Regions from separate parts of the Mus musculus genome. Here region 1 is linked to region 2. A link is a contact called in public HiChIP or PLAC-seq data. All regions are on one chromosome and are shown on one strand. The core of a region is the stretch at or near the end of the contact, and the rest is flanking DNA. Distances in the headings are between cores, read along the strand shown. Region 1 holds the start of Cenpa (centromere protein A). Region 2 holds the start of Khk (ketohexokinase).

The links. HiChIP or PLAC-seq counts read pairs in DNA pulled down with a chosen protein or histone mark.
Region 1: an H3K27ac HiChIP or PLAC-seq map of microglia shows a contact between it and region 2, with 6 times the contacts expected there. The contact joins the promoter of Cenpa here to the promoter of Khk in region 2. A contact is called at or near these places in 3 of 39 promoter capture datasets (cranial neural crest, hippocampal neurons and neural stem cells), 4 of 484 Hi-C or Micro-C datasets (the C2C12 cell line, CD8 T cells, erythroblasts and 1 more), 4 of 115 datasets of contacts at active chromatin or transcription factors (the SCID.adh cell line, bone marrow-derived macrophages, effector CD8 T cells and 1 more) and 2 of 9 other capture datasets (adipose tissue and liver).

The regions. Positions count from the first base shown.
Region 1 is chr5:30,663,439-30,670,419 of GRCm38.p6, reverse strand. It overlaps Cenpa (centromere protein A), which reads right to left and starts at 3,534. Exons shown (of 5, transcript NM_007681.3): 1 at 3,307-3,534. The coding sequence starts at 3,391.
Region 2 is chr5:30,918,952-30,926,734 of GRCm38.p6, reverse strand. It overlaps Khk (ketohexokinase), which reads right to left and starts at 5,176. Exons shown (of 9, transcript NM_001310524.1): 1 at 4,728-5,176; 2 at 1,880-1,996; 3 at 1-47. The coding sequence starts at 4,819. It overlaps Emilin1 (elastin microfibril interfacer 1), which reads right to left. Exons shown (of 8, transcript NM_133918.2): 5 at 7,363-7,479; 6 at 6,787-6,804; 7 at 6,518-6,655; 8 at 5,460-6,120. The coding sequence ends at 5,783.

The sequences.
Region 1 (6,981 bases), core at 2,285-4,784, 250 kb after region 2:
AACACTTGCCTTGTACACACAAGGCCCTGCGTTCAATCCTTAGTCCTGCAAAACAGGAACACGTAGCTTTAGCTAGGTTATTTAAAGCCCAGCCAATTCGATCCCAAGCAGTGAGGAACACTGCAAGGAAAATGGAAGAAGGGAGACGGGACCAGTGCAGGGGCGGCCTGTGCCAGGCAGGAGGTGGAGACTTAACCACCGGTGAGGTCAGGATGATAAAGCAAAGACACAGAGCAGTGTGTAGGAGACTGGAGACACTGAAGACAGAGAGGCAGAGCAGTGTGTAGAGACTGGAGACACTGAAGACAGAGAGGCAGAGCAGTGTGTAGAGACTGGAGACACTGAAGACAGAGAGGCAGAGCAGTGTGTAGGAGACTGGAGACACTGAAGACAGAGAGGCAGAGCAGTGTGTAGAGACTGGAGACACTGAAGACAGAGAGGCAGAGCAGTGTGTAGAGACTGGAGACACTGGAGACACTGAAGACGGAGAGGGAGGACCCTGCTCGACTTTGGTTGTTGTTGCTGTGATAAACACCACCTCCAAGACCTACCTGGAGAGGGAAGGGTTGATTTGGCTTATATGTCACTCACCGTCCATCAGCAGAAGCCAGGGCAGGAGCTCAAGGCAGGAATCTGGAGGCAGAATCCTTGGAGGAATGCTGCTTACGGCCTGCTCCCCTATCTTTAAATCCAGATAGGAGGTGGTGGGCTACAGTGGACTTGGCCCTCTGACAAAGATAAGCAATTAAAAAAAAATGCTTAACAGACATGGCCACAGGCCAGCCAGTTTGATAGAAGTAATTGCTCAGTTGAAGTTCCTCCTTCCTGGGTTTGTATCAGGCTGTCAACTGAAGCTAGCTATGATGGGCCATAACTAAAAGATAAACTACAAATGGCTGCCTCCTCCCCACCCCACCATTTTCGAGATCTGGGCTTTTGGGGGCTAGAGGGTGATGTTAACAGGTACACACTCACAGAAAATGAAGGCAACACAACTAGAGACCACCAAAGAATGTGACTAACACCAGAAGGAAAAGGAGCCAAAACCAAGAATCAAAATAAACTATACTCAAGGAGTTTGAATAGCGAGAGAACTGAATGCCGTGCCGTGTGCGATCCATCGCTGAGAGGCAGAGGTAGGAACCTCCACTGGGCTACATGGAGAGAACTTATTCTCTCCCAGAAAAGAAAGATTTTGAGAAATAGAAGAGGAAGAGAACTCCAAGACTCATGATACACAAACAGGTGTTTATGAAACGGAAGTGATCAGAGATGACCTGGAAAGAACTGCATTCAAACACCCTGAGGCTGGGTCTCAAAGGTCAACGTTAGCAGGTGGGAGCCCGAGAATTTCAAGCAGGACTTACACACTAAAGCTCTCTCCAGTCAGGCCCACAGGCCCTCACCTACAGTTCCAACACCTGGAATACAGAGACAGGGTGTCCTGAGCTCAGGGTTAGCCTGGGACACATGGATGTCACTGTCACACACCTAAAATGGTTTTATTTTATTCTATGTGTATGTGTATCTGTTTTGCCTATGTGCATGTCTGTGTGTGTGCAGTACCTGCAGAGGCCAGAAGGATCCCCTGGAAATGGAGTTACAGATGGCCGTGAGCTGTTATGTAGCAAGAACAACACAAAGTCCCTTACAGCACAAAAGGGAGATATGTCTAAGGGCCCACATAAAAGAAGGGTTGGTTGACTTGGGAAAGGAGGGGGCACCTAGCAAGGCCTGAGGCTGAATGGAGAGGAAGGAGGGGGGAATAAAAAGCACCAAATGGCTGGAAGAACAAGGTCAGCAGACAAGGGCAGTAGGAGAGCCAAGAAGTGGGCGCAGCTGATGTAAAACTTTTCCCTAAGATAAGAGTAATGGAAGGTTGCTTCTACACTGGAAGTCCACATCGAACATCAGCTCTGGTCGAGCGGTACAACCATGACCACATTATTCCCTTAGGGGCTCACCATACCTCAATGAGAAATAGAATGTGGTGGTGCATGCCTTTAATCCAAGCACCAGAGAAGCAGAAGCAGGCATGTAAATCTAATTCTAAGTCCTTCCTTACCCCCCTTTTTATTAACAAGCTGCTGGCATTAAGCTAGGTAGGTTCTGAGATATTCTTTTTTTTTTTTTTTGAGGCAGGGTTTCTCTGTATAGCTCTGGCTGTCCTGGAACTCACTTTGTAGACCAGGCTGGCCTCGAACTCAGAAATCCGCCTGCCTCTGCCTCCCGAGTGCTGGGATTAAAGGCGTGCGCCACCGCGCCCGGCGGTTCTGAGATATTCTAACCCGGCTAGGCTGCTGTTACCAGGCTATATGACCCATTATTTGCCATCTGATCTTGCCCTGGCTCTCTCTGGTCCATGTGGGTCCTCATGGCTGCTCTCTTATCCAGACCTCATGAGTAATCCTTCTTCACCCACATGGTCTCTCCATCTCTTCTTCTCACCTGGTCTCTTCAGGACCCTCTGATTGGGAACAGAAGTCCCACTCTTCTTTCTTCTGCCCAGCCAATTGGTTGATCAGCTCATTAACCAATCAGAGGTGATGGAAAACAGTTTTTACATCACATTGAGGCAGTGTCTGGATTGTAACCAGATCTCAGAAATAGTTCCTGAATACACACTGCATACAACCATCCCCAACACAGGCAGAGATCTGTGAGCTCTAGGCTAGCCTAGTCTACATAGCACGTTTCAGGTCAGCAAGCCAAGGCTACACACCGATACATACCGAGTTCCCGTCTTAAAAAAAAAAGGGTCGGGGAGAGGGTTGGGGATATAGTTCTGTAGTAGAACCCTTGCCTAACATACACGGAGTCCTGGGTTCCATCTCTAGTGCTGCAAATAAATAATAAAGAGTAGGAGTTAGAAAGCTGGTTCAGCTGTTAATAGCCCAGGCTGCTCTTCCAGGGGGGCCGAGTTCTCTTCCTAGCACTCTAAAAAAAAGGGCAGCTCACAACTGTAACTCCGGCCCCGGGGTTCCGACGCTCTCTTCTGGCCGTCGCCAGAGCACGAACACAAAATAAATGCAAAATACATGCAAAGTAAATAAATGCAAAAAAAGACCCCGTGTCCGTCAGAATGAGTTTGTCTTTGCTCCAACTCCTTGTCTTGTCTGCATTTCGTTTTTCTCCCTGCTGTAAACCGGTCAGGAACAAACAAGCAAACAAACAAACAAATAAACAAAAAAACCATTACCCCTACGCGAGGTTAGCGGCAAGCCGTGACCAGGAACCGTCCCTCTACAGGCCCGGCCCCACAGGATGACCGCACCGGCCTCGGAGGTGCAGGGCAGGCTCGCTTACCTACACTGGAGCTCTGTCGCGAGGGTCCAGGCGCCGGGCTGGAGGGTCTCCTCCTTGGGGTCTGCGGTTTGCGACGCGGGCCCATGGCTGGCCTCGAGGGGCCGGGTCCCGCCGCCTTCCCTAAGCCTTCTTGGTCCTGCTGCCGAAACCGAACGCGAGCAAGCCCAAGGTGCGCGTCAGGACCGCCAGAACTCGGTCGCCAGCAGTTCAAAAAATCACCCGCCCCTCCCACCGCATCTTTTAAATCCCAACTTTGTGACTCTCAGTGGCTGGTTCTGGAAAGCCAGCGTGGAGCGACATCCAGATAAACCAATGAGAATAAAGGTCTGAAGCCAATGGGTACTTGAAGACGGGAAGGAAGGCAGGATTTCCCCACCCTTTTCCTGTTGATCTCTTTTTCAGATGCCCTCTGGGCAGGACGGCTCAGTTCTTACGTGGGTGGTGGGTTTGTAGAGCTCACTTCCTCAAAAGTTTTATGCTTTTCTATCAAACGTTGAGGTGGCTTTAAAAATACGGAAACAGATGCCCAAGAATGTGACAGCTCCACACAGCACCCGTGACACTCCTGAAAGCAACCAGCAAATATGATTCAGAAGCCTGGTTAACTGCATGACCTTTTCAGAAGATAGGGTCGTGGGGACAGCCAGGACGGAGGAATCTGAGGACAAGGTCCAGGCAGGGCAGGCGCCAGCACTATTATTGGACCATGCTATCAAACACAATGACAGAATTGCCTGAGAAAAAAACCGGCTTTTCCTTTTCTCCCGGGAGTAATATGAATTCAGGTCATGGCTCCGTAATTAGAATAAAGAGAATTTCGTCATTTTGCTTTTTTGAGTTTTCTAAATGATCTATCATGAACGTGTACTCTAATCAGGAAAATACTTATATAATCAGTGGTTTCATAGAAGCCTGGTGGAACATTGGGGTGGGTGGTGTAAAATGGCACAGCTGCTATGGAAATGTGTCATGGTTCGAATCTGAAATGTCCTCCAAAAGTTTGGTGTCCTCTGTGCAGCAGTGTTCAGAGGTTGGGCCACAGGTGCTCTGACTTCATCTGTGTATTCCTTTAATCCCAGCACTTGGGAAGTAAAAGCAGGTTTGTTATAAGGACAGGGCCAGTAGACCTACATAGTGAGTTCCAGACTAGTCAGAGCTATGAGCAAGATTTTATCTTATTTATTTTATTTTATTTTTGTCTCAAATAAACAAAAGACCAACAACCAACTCGTTCAATCTCCAGTATTTTACCAACAGACATGAAATTTAAACATAGAATTACTATATGATCCAGAAGTCCATATATATATATATGAAGACATCAGGATCCTCAGCAACTGTTAATTAGTCAGATAATATCCGTGTATGAAGTCTGCTCTAGACAGATAGCCCTTTAGTAAACTAGAAGGAGAAAGCTAGATTGAGGACAGACTCTACGATTCATAAGAAACTGATGATACTACCTATATAACTGTAATGGTGTGTGGGTTAAGGCATAAGAGGAGGGTAGTGCTTATTAACGTACGTAGTTTTGCATATTTTGGCTTTTGAACCAATCGGACTGTTGTACTGCAAGTGGGGGTGGGGCACCGGAAGAACGCAGGGCAAAATCCGAAATGAAGATCCACAGCTTGTATCTTCCTTCACCAGGCCGGAAGGGGAAACAGTGGAAGTCTGGGCCAGATGCTGTGATTTGTGGTTTCTTCTTTGGGTACCTGGCTGTCACTGGTGTACTGCCAGGAGTCAGGAATGGGGGTCCAAGATTTTACCCCCCTCCAACATCTGGGCATGCCAGGTGGAGAGGTCGAGGCAGAGCCCAGGATGAGTGAAACCTGGTCTGACTGGGAGTGAGGGCAGAGCGTGCTGGAAGAACTGGAGAGGAGAAGACCTTGCTCAGGGGTCTTAGGCGCAGCTCTTTAGTCAAAGGCCTTCTTCACCTCGTTTCTGAATGAAACAACTTTCTGAGACAATCTTTGCTTGCTCCTATTGCTTTATTTAATGATGGATGTGAATGCATATACTTTATTTGGGGTGAACCAGGGATTATATACCTCTTGTGGGAAGGAATATCTAGGAAGGGGCGCTCATTGGCTGAAGGCTCAGGGCTATCTAGATATCTCATTAGCATGGAGAAGAACTATAGATGTTGTGCTGGGTGACTCAGTGCCTGAGGTCTTCAGTGGAGTATCATGGTTATGTGTTCCAGAGCAGGTAGGCATGGCTCCACTTCTACCAGCCTGAGATCTCTCAGATTCCTGGGATCTGAGCTCACTCAACCATTCTAGTTCTTATGTCTGTCTGGTAACACGGTCCCACATGCCGTATATTAAACTACTAATTTTTTAAAAATACATCGAATGAAAACATATTGGGCTGAAGAAGTCACGTTGAACACTAGATGTCTCTGAGCTATGGACGAGTTGACTGGAACAAGAGTTGTAACATGTAGATCATAGAAACCCTCAGCAGCCGGGCATGGTGGCGCACGCCTTTAATCTTAGCACTCGGGAGGCAAAGGCAGGCAGATTTCTGAGTTCGAGGCCAGCCTGGTCTAGAGAGTGAGTTCCAGGACAGCCAGGGCTACACAGAGAAACCCTGTCTCAAAAAACAAACAACCAAAAAAAAAAAAAAAAGAAAAGAAAAGAAAGAAAGAAAGAAAAGAAACCCTCAGAACCAACAGGGAAGTTCAGCATAGGAGAAAGGGGAGAAATTAGTTGTGCCAGCATGTCAGACAAGAGACTCTAATCAGGGTCAGGGTCAGGATTAGGGTTAGACCAGGGTCTGGGTCAAACCCTAACCCTAACCCTGACCCTGACCCTGTCTAACCCTGACCCTGACCTTGGTCTAACCCAGTTTTTTTGTTTGTTTTTGTTTTGTCATAGGAATGAGCAGGTGAGTTGGGATTTGAACCCGGTACTTAGCAATGGCCTCTACCCTCTGTTACCACACCATTGCTTCTTGTGGAGCTTTCATTTTCTCTTTACTGAAGAGTGAGATGGCGCAAGTGCACACATCTGAGGCCCTGGCTACTCTAGAGTCAGACAGGAAGATCATTCTGGCTTAGGATGTGCTTGGCTGATTTGGTACTAACATGGTGACCTGGGAGTTGGGAACCACCAGAAGAGATACAGTCTGGCTTGAGCAATACAGTGGGAAGTGGGGAGAAAGGGAGGGAGAAGAGAAGTGTTCATCTGACTCAGGGAGCTATGCGATTGAGGCCCCCCACACTCAGCTTGAATTCTCCCCCCTCCTCCTCTTCCTCCTCTTCTTCCTCCTCCTCTTCCTGCTGTTCTTCTACATTTTCTACATAATTCAATAGAGATCTGGCATGAGAAATGTCAATCCTGATGGGCATGGTTGTCATGGTGGTCATCTCACCTACTTGGGAGGCTGAGGAAACAGACCTAAAATGTAAGGATTGCCTAAGCTACAGGGCAAGCCCAAGGCTGGTCTGGGCAACTTTGAAAGACCCTGCATGAAAATCAAAAGTAAAAAGAGAGACAGCAATATAGATCACTGTTAGAGGGCTTGCCTAGCAAGCACGAGGCCTCTTGGGTTCAGTCAACTTTAGGGCCACTTTCATGATCAGAACACATAGTCCCCACTTGGACTCTCATTGGCTCAGGGGCATGGCTTGAGTGTGGGCCTTACACAAGCTTTTCTGTAAGCTTGGAT
Region 2 (7,783 bases), core at 3,927-6,426:
CATATCGTAAGTCCACAGAATGTTGGCGGAGGTCATCCAGGACAAAACTGCCAGGGCAGAGTAACCCAGAAGAGCAGCTTGGGAAGAGTTTGGGGGACTACCAGGGAGAGAGTAGGGCCTCCAGGGACCCTGAATGGCAGAGGGCTGAGCAGAGGGAAGTAGGAGGGAGCTGGCAATCTCAGTCTTGTCACAGGTGGGAGCAGGGGACAAGAGAGGCAGCGTGCAGAGCCTGGATATCAGAGAAGCAGGATTGAACATTGCAGGTCAGTCTCAGTGCAGTTCACACTGCAGAGCTTTGCTCCCCATCCTTAAAGCTAGACAGAGGTAGAGTTAAGGCTTTAGAGCCTGAATTCCATTTGAACTTAATGAATATGGGTACTGTGGCTTGGTTCTTGCAGGCAGAATCAATAATTAATCACCAAGGTAATACTTTGGACCCCTCCCGGCTGCTCTCTGCATGTTCATCCTCATGGCACAATGCTTTCTGGGATCCCTTCCAATCTTGCCATGGTACCTCTCTAGCCAGGAAGTAATATCACCTTAGGGGACCTGTTGGGTACCATCTTCTAAAAACTAGACCAACCCCTATGGGCAACGAGTTGGTGCATTTGTGGGAGGTCCCTAAATATGGGCCTGATCTAGGACAATGTCACATGATGTCCTCTAGTTAGAATGAGCCTAGGAACATCATTTCAAGTTTAGCCCAGAGGGACAGCAAGGAGGCTGGTTCCACTCCGGCCAGGAAACCCCAGAGCTGGCAACTGTGCCCAGCAGCCCAGCCATCCTGGGTTTTCTCACTACGAGCAGACCTCCCTTTCGGTAAGAAGTACCTAAGCTCGACAGAGTTGTCGGATGCAGTGCATCATCTCCTGACTTGACAACTCAAGGGTCCCTTAATAGTGCCCCCGAAAGCATTAGAAATATTGTTTGCTAACTGACTTTTTTGCACCCACAGTGTCTGGCATATTAAATGTTTGCTGAATGCACAGAAAAAATTCTGAATGGCTCACCCCTCAAATATGATTGGTCCATAAAGGAAAGTCCACTATTCTAAGCAAGAACCAGCGTTCTGCTTCCACCTAGGAAGGGATGACTGTCCCATCTCCAGGACCAGGTCTCTCACTTTGTTAGCTTTGCTCCAGTTTGCCAAGACTGGGAATGTGGCTGGCAACAGCCCCTCAAACTAGGGTTCAAAGGGCTGGGCTTTACAGTCCAGCAACCTGGCAGGCTGCTCCAATGCCCACAGTGGGCAAAGTGTGGGCCACACCTCCTGATAAGTGTGTGCTGAGCTGACAGTGCCAAGAGTCAAAGGGCTCTTGGGTCCTTGCAGTGGCTGACATGGAGTAGACGCGTGGGTCACTTGTGGCACACAGCCTCCAGAGCAAATGGGTCTGGGACCTAGTGTTACTATATGACCTCATGATGTCCTGCGGAGTGTACTCTCAGTACTTACAATGAAGACAGGAGCAGTGACCCTATTCCTCAATGCCGGCCTTCGTCCTGTAACCATGGATGCTGGATGCCCCTGAAGAGGGGAAGGGCACAGCATGTCCCTCACTACCTTTTACCTCAAACACAGCCAGGATAAGGGACATGAGAAGGGCAAAGGCAGAGTCTACAGGAAGCAAAGAAGGAGGTGGTGGGCAGCCTAAGCTCTGCAGCAAGCTGTAGAAATGGAACCTTTACAGAAGAGATGTTAGTACCTGAGCAGCAGATGGTCCGCCCCAGAAGGATCAGGGAGTCTGGAACTCTCCTGTAGGCTACCACCCACCACCCATTCTCCCATCAAGCCCACCCAGGGTTCAGACAACTCTCGTCTCCCTATACTGTGTAGACAATGTGCTCTATCCCTCTACCAGGTACTCCCTTCTAAACTTACTCGGCAACGTGGCCAGGGGCCAAAGAGCCCATGAAGGCACAGCGGGCTCCAAGCAAGGAAAGGACAGTGCAGGAGTTGGATGCGTTGCCTCCACGCTGCCATCTCTGGGACAGGCACCTGCAAAGCACATGGGCAAGTCTCTGCAGCCTCAGCTGACTGCTCGCCGTGGGAAACAGAACCAACCTCAGTCCCCTAGGTAGGAATTCACAGAGTGCAAGAGTTGGGTACATCTGAGTTTCAGCTCATTTTCTAAGTGGGGCTGCGGAGGCTTAGTCCTGAGAAGGAGCTGGGATGAGGGCGGGCTCTGTTCTCACATCTTGGGCTGTATTTGAGTGCACAGCCGCATCCACCTGTTTCTAGGGAACCAGGAACCCACCTGCTGGGGCCATCTCAATGTGAGGGTTCTCTTAACTCTGGGTTGGCTCTTCCTCAGTTACCTCTTCCTTCTGCTGAAGCTTCAAGCTGTGAAGCAGCGCTCACCATGAGGCTCTTTGTCTGGAAGGCTCTCCTCAGCATGGATTCTGGGAAACAGGAGCCAGGCCATCTGACTACAAACCCTATGTTCTGAAAGTTCCTAGGTCAGGTGTGGCTGAGATGTCAGGAAGGACTGGATCCTACACAGTCTTGCTCTTCTGGGAGACTCAACAGAGTCCAGAAACATGGACGTTAAACAGAAACCCAGGTCTGCAGCAGGAAGTGCACCCTGAGGTCAGGAGGGAAGGGGCTCTATCTTCCAAACGGAACTTACTCTATCAGCAGGAAGAGAAAGTGTCCTCCTTCTAGTAGTCTTTCAGACAAACAAGCTGGAGGGAACAGGGTCTTCAGTCTAGCAGAATGTGGTATTACATGCTCGAATACAATCTTTGGAGGGCTTGGATAATGAGATATGCGTGTTTTCCTCAAATAAGAAAAAGCTCAGGGCTAGAGAGATGGCTCAGTGGTTAAGAGCACTTGTCATTCTTTCAGAGGACCAGGGATCAATTGCCAGCACCCACACGGTGGCTCACAGCCATACATAATCCCAGTTCAGGACGCCCAAGTCCTCTTCTGCCTCTATAGGCGCCAGGTACATAAATGGTGTAAATACATACATACGCAGAGGAAACACTCGTACATAAAATAAATAAATCATCCCAGCACCCACGTGGCAGCTCATACCTGTCTGTAACTCCAGGTCCAGGTGATCGGACATCCTCACACAGACACAGACATAATGCAGGCAAAACACCAATGCTCATAAAATAAAAAATTGGAGCACTTGTTGCTCTTGCCAAGGACCCAGATTCAACTCCCACACCCACATCGTGGCTCACAACATCTGTAACTCTAGTTCCAGGGGATCCCATGCCCTCTTCTGACGTCTTCAAGCATCAGGGCTGCATGTGGTACACACACACACTCATACACATAAAAATAATAAAATAAATGAATCTTTTAAGAGAGAGAGAGACAGACACACACACACACACACAGACATACCCTGTGCTCCTGTACCACTGTCTCTGTGCTCCTGGCAAGGGCTCTAACCTCAAAAAGAGTAACTGAAAGCAAAGGGTAAACCCCCCAAGATGGGCAGCAACCGACACGGAATACATCAGGGCGGGAGGTAGAGCCACCCACTAAACGTGGGGACATACATGAGCTATGATCATGCTCTGATGCTTGCTACGAATGTGGCTTGATAAGTGCTACTCCACTCCTCCAAATCTCCTGCTTCCTCAGCTAAGGAAAGGGTCTTTCACAGTTCCCAGGGAGCCTGCAACAGTACTCTGTGGACCCAAAGCCCAAAGAGCACCCAGTCCCCCACCCCAACCGCGACCCCGACCCCGACCCTGTGAGTTCAATGCTGTCAGCGTGCTAGTGTCTTGCCAGGGGTCAACCTTGAACTTCCTTTTAACTAATATCCAAGATACAACATTCATTGTTCAGGGTGCTAGACCACGCCAAGAGAAAGCCGGTGCGCCACCCCACAGAATGCCTTCACGGCACAGCAGCACATTGGAGTGGCCTTTATCAAGAGCAAAGATAAGAGCCATCAAAGGACACTTTAACTTCTACCAGACAATTGAGAATGTTCTGAGAACATCCACTAAGATGTTTACCCACCTTTGTAAAGACCCCTCTTGGCACTTAGCTCCAGGAGAAAGCCTGCTGTGGCTCAGGAGCCAAGTTTCTCCCTGTCTGACCCAGAGAGCCTCCAGCTTTGCTTACACTGCCGGCCAGTCCTTGAGCTAGGCAAGGCTCAAACGCCAGGGCCAGGCTTTTAAATGTGAGTAGTTTAACATCACATACCACTCACTGCTAGCGACCTGGTGTTTTATTTTAGCTGTAAGCGGTAAATTAGAAGTGCATAGGCTAGGAGTTGGGAGACCTGGGGGTTTGGGGTGAGGAAAATTTGTCTGGCACCTTATCAGGTGTGTGAGGGCTCAGGAGGGAAAAAAATCATTACAGCCCTCTCTGTAAACTGAGGATTTTGATGATCGGCAGATTGAAATGGTAAACAGCCAACAACACACTAGTGAAAGCCTGGGTTTTGATTCAGGCATACGTTTGCACTCTTGTTAATTCTGGAGGCTAAAGGAGTTTAGGCCAGCTTGGGCTACAAAGCAAGACTCCGAAAACAAAACAACACACCCCCTGGGTCTTGGTTTTAAAGGTCTCCAGTCTCATGTCTTCATTCTCACAGAGTACCCCTTAGGGACCCGGGACAGAGAACGCCAAGCTGAACTCAGGCCTCACCACATGGAGACAGAGGGCTATCCCTGGTTTAGCAGCCGATTAGCAGTGACACGCAAAAAGACAGGACCACAGCGGCCCTGGGATCTCCGAGGGGCTTGGGCGCCCCTACCTGCGATCCGTGTCTTCCTCTGGGTATTTGTCCACCACATTGATGATGTCCAGCACCACCAGCCCCACGCACAGGATCTGCTTCTCTTCCATGAGGCTGCTCCCCAAGCTTCCTACCCGCAAGCAGAGGGGGTTCCTGCTGGGCTCTGCCTCTTATCTACTGGAGGACCGTGTCCCAACTTCTCACTGGCTACCTTGGCTCCTCCTCTGCGTGCAGAACTCCTCCCGCAGGGAGCTTTCTGCTTTGCAAGGGTGGGTTACCTAGCCCGGCCAATGGCAGGCCCTCTCACTTTTCCGCCTCAGCTGTCAAAGCGAAAGCGCACTAGTAATGCATCGCCTTTCCGATCCCTCTGCGCCTGCTGCAGACCCTGGACCACCCGGACTAGCACAGTCTGGCAACAGAAACTTCGCCTTCGCAGGCGGAGCACAGAAGCAAGCGTTCTCTCCCTCGCCCCGCCAAGGTGGCCCACCCGGCCGAGGCCCCGCCCCCCCCCCCCGCGCCAGATTAACGGTGTCACGTGACGGGGAACGCTGCCAGCCTTCGCAGTGGTTCTGGCCTAGCGCCCCCTAGCGGCCGCTGTGGGGACCGGTGGCCGTGACCCTGAGTCCGCAGGTGCCCTTAGTAGGGAGCACACCCAAAGATCACCAGCCTAGGTTCCCTCCGTAGAACTCTGTTTCCTCCTGTCCTGTCCCTTAACTACCCCCAAACATGTACTAGAGCAGAATAGCTATGTTTTGTAGAAAAAAAAAAAGTGTCTTTATTCCTGAATAGTTTAGTACGGTGGTGTGGACTGGGGAGAGCCCTGGAGGGTAGGTTCCTCTTCCGCAGCTTGGGTCCCGGAGAGGGCTCTGGTGGGGACGGCAATGAGGCCAAAGGTCAAGAGGAGATGCCTCGGTCCCATAGACCACGCAGTCACAACGTACGGAGTGACCGATTTGGATGCCTGAACCGCAGCGGGACGTGGTCGCCAGACTTGCCCTTGCCTTGGTGGGTAGCCACCATCCAGGTGGCTCTGCGGCCCCTGTAGATAAGTTTGGTGGTCGGGTCCACCCTGTCTACACCTGTTCAAGCTCTGTGTCCTCGTAGAGCAGGGCTCCGCTGAAGATGGTGAGCGGCTCCTCGGAGTGTGCCAGCTGCCCCATGACCAGGTCGATGCAGACAGTGTCTCCGACCTGCAGTGGCAGAATGAGGCTGAAGACGCCCAGAGCGCCTGGGCTGGGCTGACTTTCGGCCACAGGCTTATTCTCCAGTCCCTCGGGTTCATAGCCTCCCGAGTCTATGCGGGCCACGCCCAGGTTGGAGCGTGACAATACTGCTTCCACTTTCTCATGCCGGTGCCCAGTAAGTACAGCGCTCAGCAAATAGCGTCCAGCCAGTGGTGCAGTGAATACACCTGGAGACAAGGATGACAGTCAGGAGGGGAGACGCTGGCTGGGACAAGGAAGGTCTCTCGGAGAGTGGGTACAGCACTCCTGGCTGTGGAGTGGCCCACCCGTCCTTTCCCTGCTATTCCACTAACTGTACACTGTAGGAATCCCCTGCTGCATCTCCAGCAGTTGCTGCAGAGTGTGTGCTGGAGTCTGTCCCAGTAAAGATCCGTGTGGTGTGGATGTCTCCTCCCCTCCCCCACTCTCTCTTTGCCTAACTGTGGTGTGAGTGCATGGAAAGAATAGAGGTCTTTGTAATTACAAGTGAAAAGCTGTACTTGTCTGCAGAGGTGTGAAGGAGGCATTAGTACTGCTCAGCTTCACCCGTTACCTCACTAGGCCACCCGTCGGCCTTTTAGTTACCTGTCTCTGGGTCATAGTAGCCTCCATCATTGAGCAAGACTCTGTCGAAGGGGACTGTGCCAGGTTCTGACCGTGGCAAACTCAGGGCAGCTGAAAATGCTACCCTAGGCACAGGGGCTGCTGGTGCTCCCTCCGCTCCTGAATAGAGATAGTGTTAGCATGGATGCTCATAAATAAACTCCAGTCCCCATCCCTGCTGCCCAGGCTGCCTGAGGACTATAGTCTTCCAGGCCCAAGCTCCTGGCCCCTTCCAGAGTCTAACGACTTACCCTGCTCCCCTTGAGGACCTGTTGGAAGAAAGGGACCACAGTGAATAGGACATCTCTCACCATGCCCTCACCCAACATCTGCTCTCTTGCACTGCTCTGGGTGTTAGGTGTGGAATGTGATGCCAAGAAAAGCGTAAGTGGGCTCCAGTCTGGGCAGATGCTAGACCACAGCCTCAGCCAGGAGCTCCTCATACGCTACATGAACTGCAATACGGCAGGGAGACCACAGTGCCCAGGAGCCAAATGACCACTTTCTTTTTCTTGTTTTCTTCATGTATACAAGTACACTGTAGCTGACTTCAGACACACCAGAAGAGGACATCAGATCCCATTACAGATGGTTGTGAGCTACCATGTGGCTGCTGGGAATTGAACTCAGGATCTCTGGAAGAGCAGTCAGTGCTCTTAACCGCTGAGCCATCTCTCCAGCCCCCAATGGCCACTTTCATTCAGCTCCTAGTCACTTTCTTTTCACTGTCAGCCATCCGGACCTCTGCTTCCTTACTCCTTCTCCGTCAAGCTCAGTGTGGAATACTATGCAGGGCTGCCAGGATAGTGGTGTCTCATCCAACATACCTGGTGGGCCAATGGCCCCCTGTTGTCCGTCTTTGCCAGGAGGTCCTGGAGGTCCTGCAGGGCCTGAAGGCCCTTGTAGCCCGGGAGGCCCTGGGGGCCCAGCCTTGCCTGAAGGTCCTATGGTAACAAAACCAAAACCGAGATGAAGGTCAGCCATGCTTTCCAACGGACAGGAAAGGCGGTGGCGCCACAGGTAGGAGATGGGGAAGACTGATGGAGACACGGGGTCCCTCGGGCTGCAGGCAAGGTGTCTGATTGATAGAGCCACATACCAGCACAAGCCACATCCCAGTTCCACCCAAAGGCCCATCTAAGCAACCAGAAGGAGGGCAGGGAGCTACACCACAACAGCTTCTCTGCAGACATACGTCAACCTCCCTGATGAGCAGTAGGGGCTAGGACTGAGGCAGAACAAAGAGGA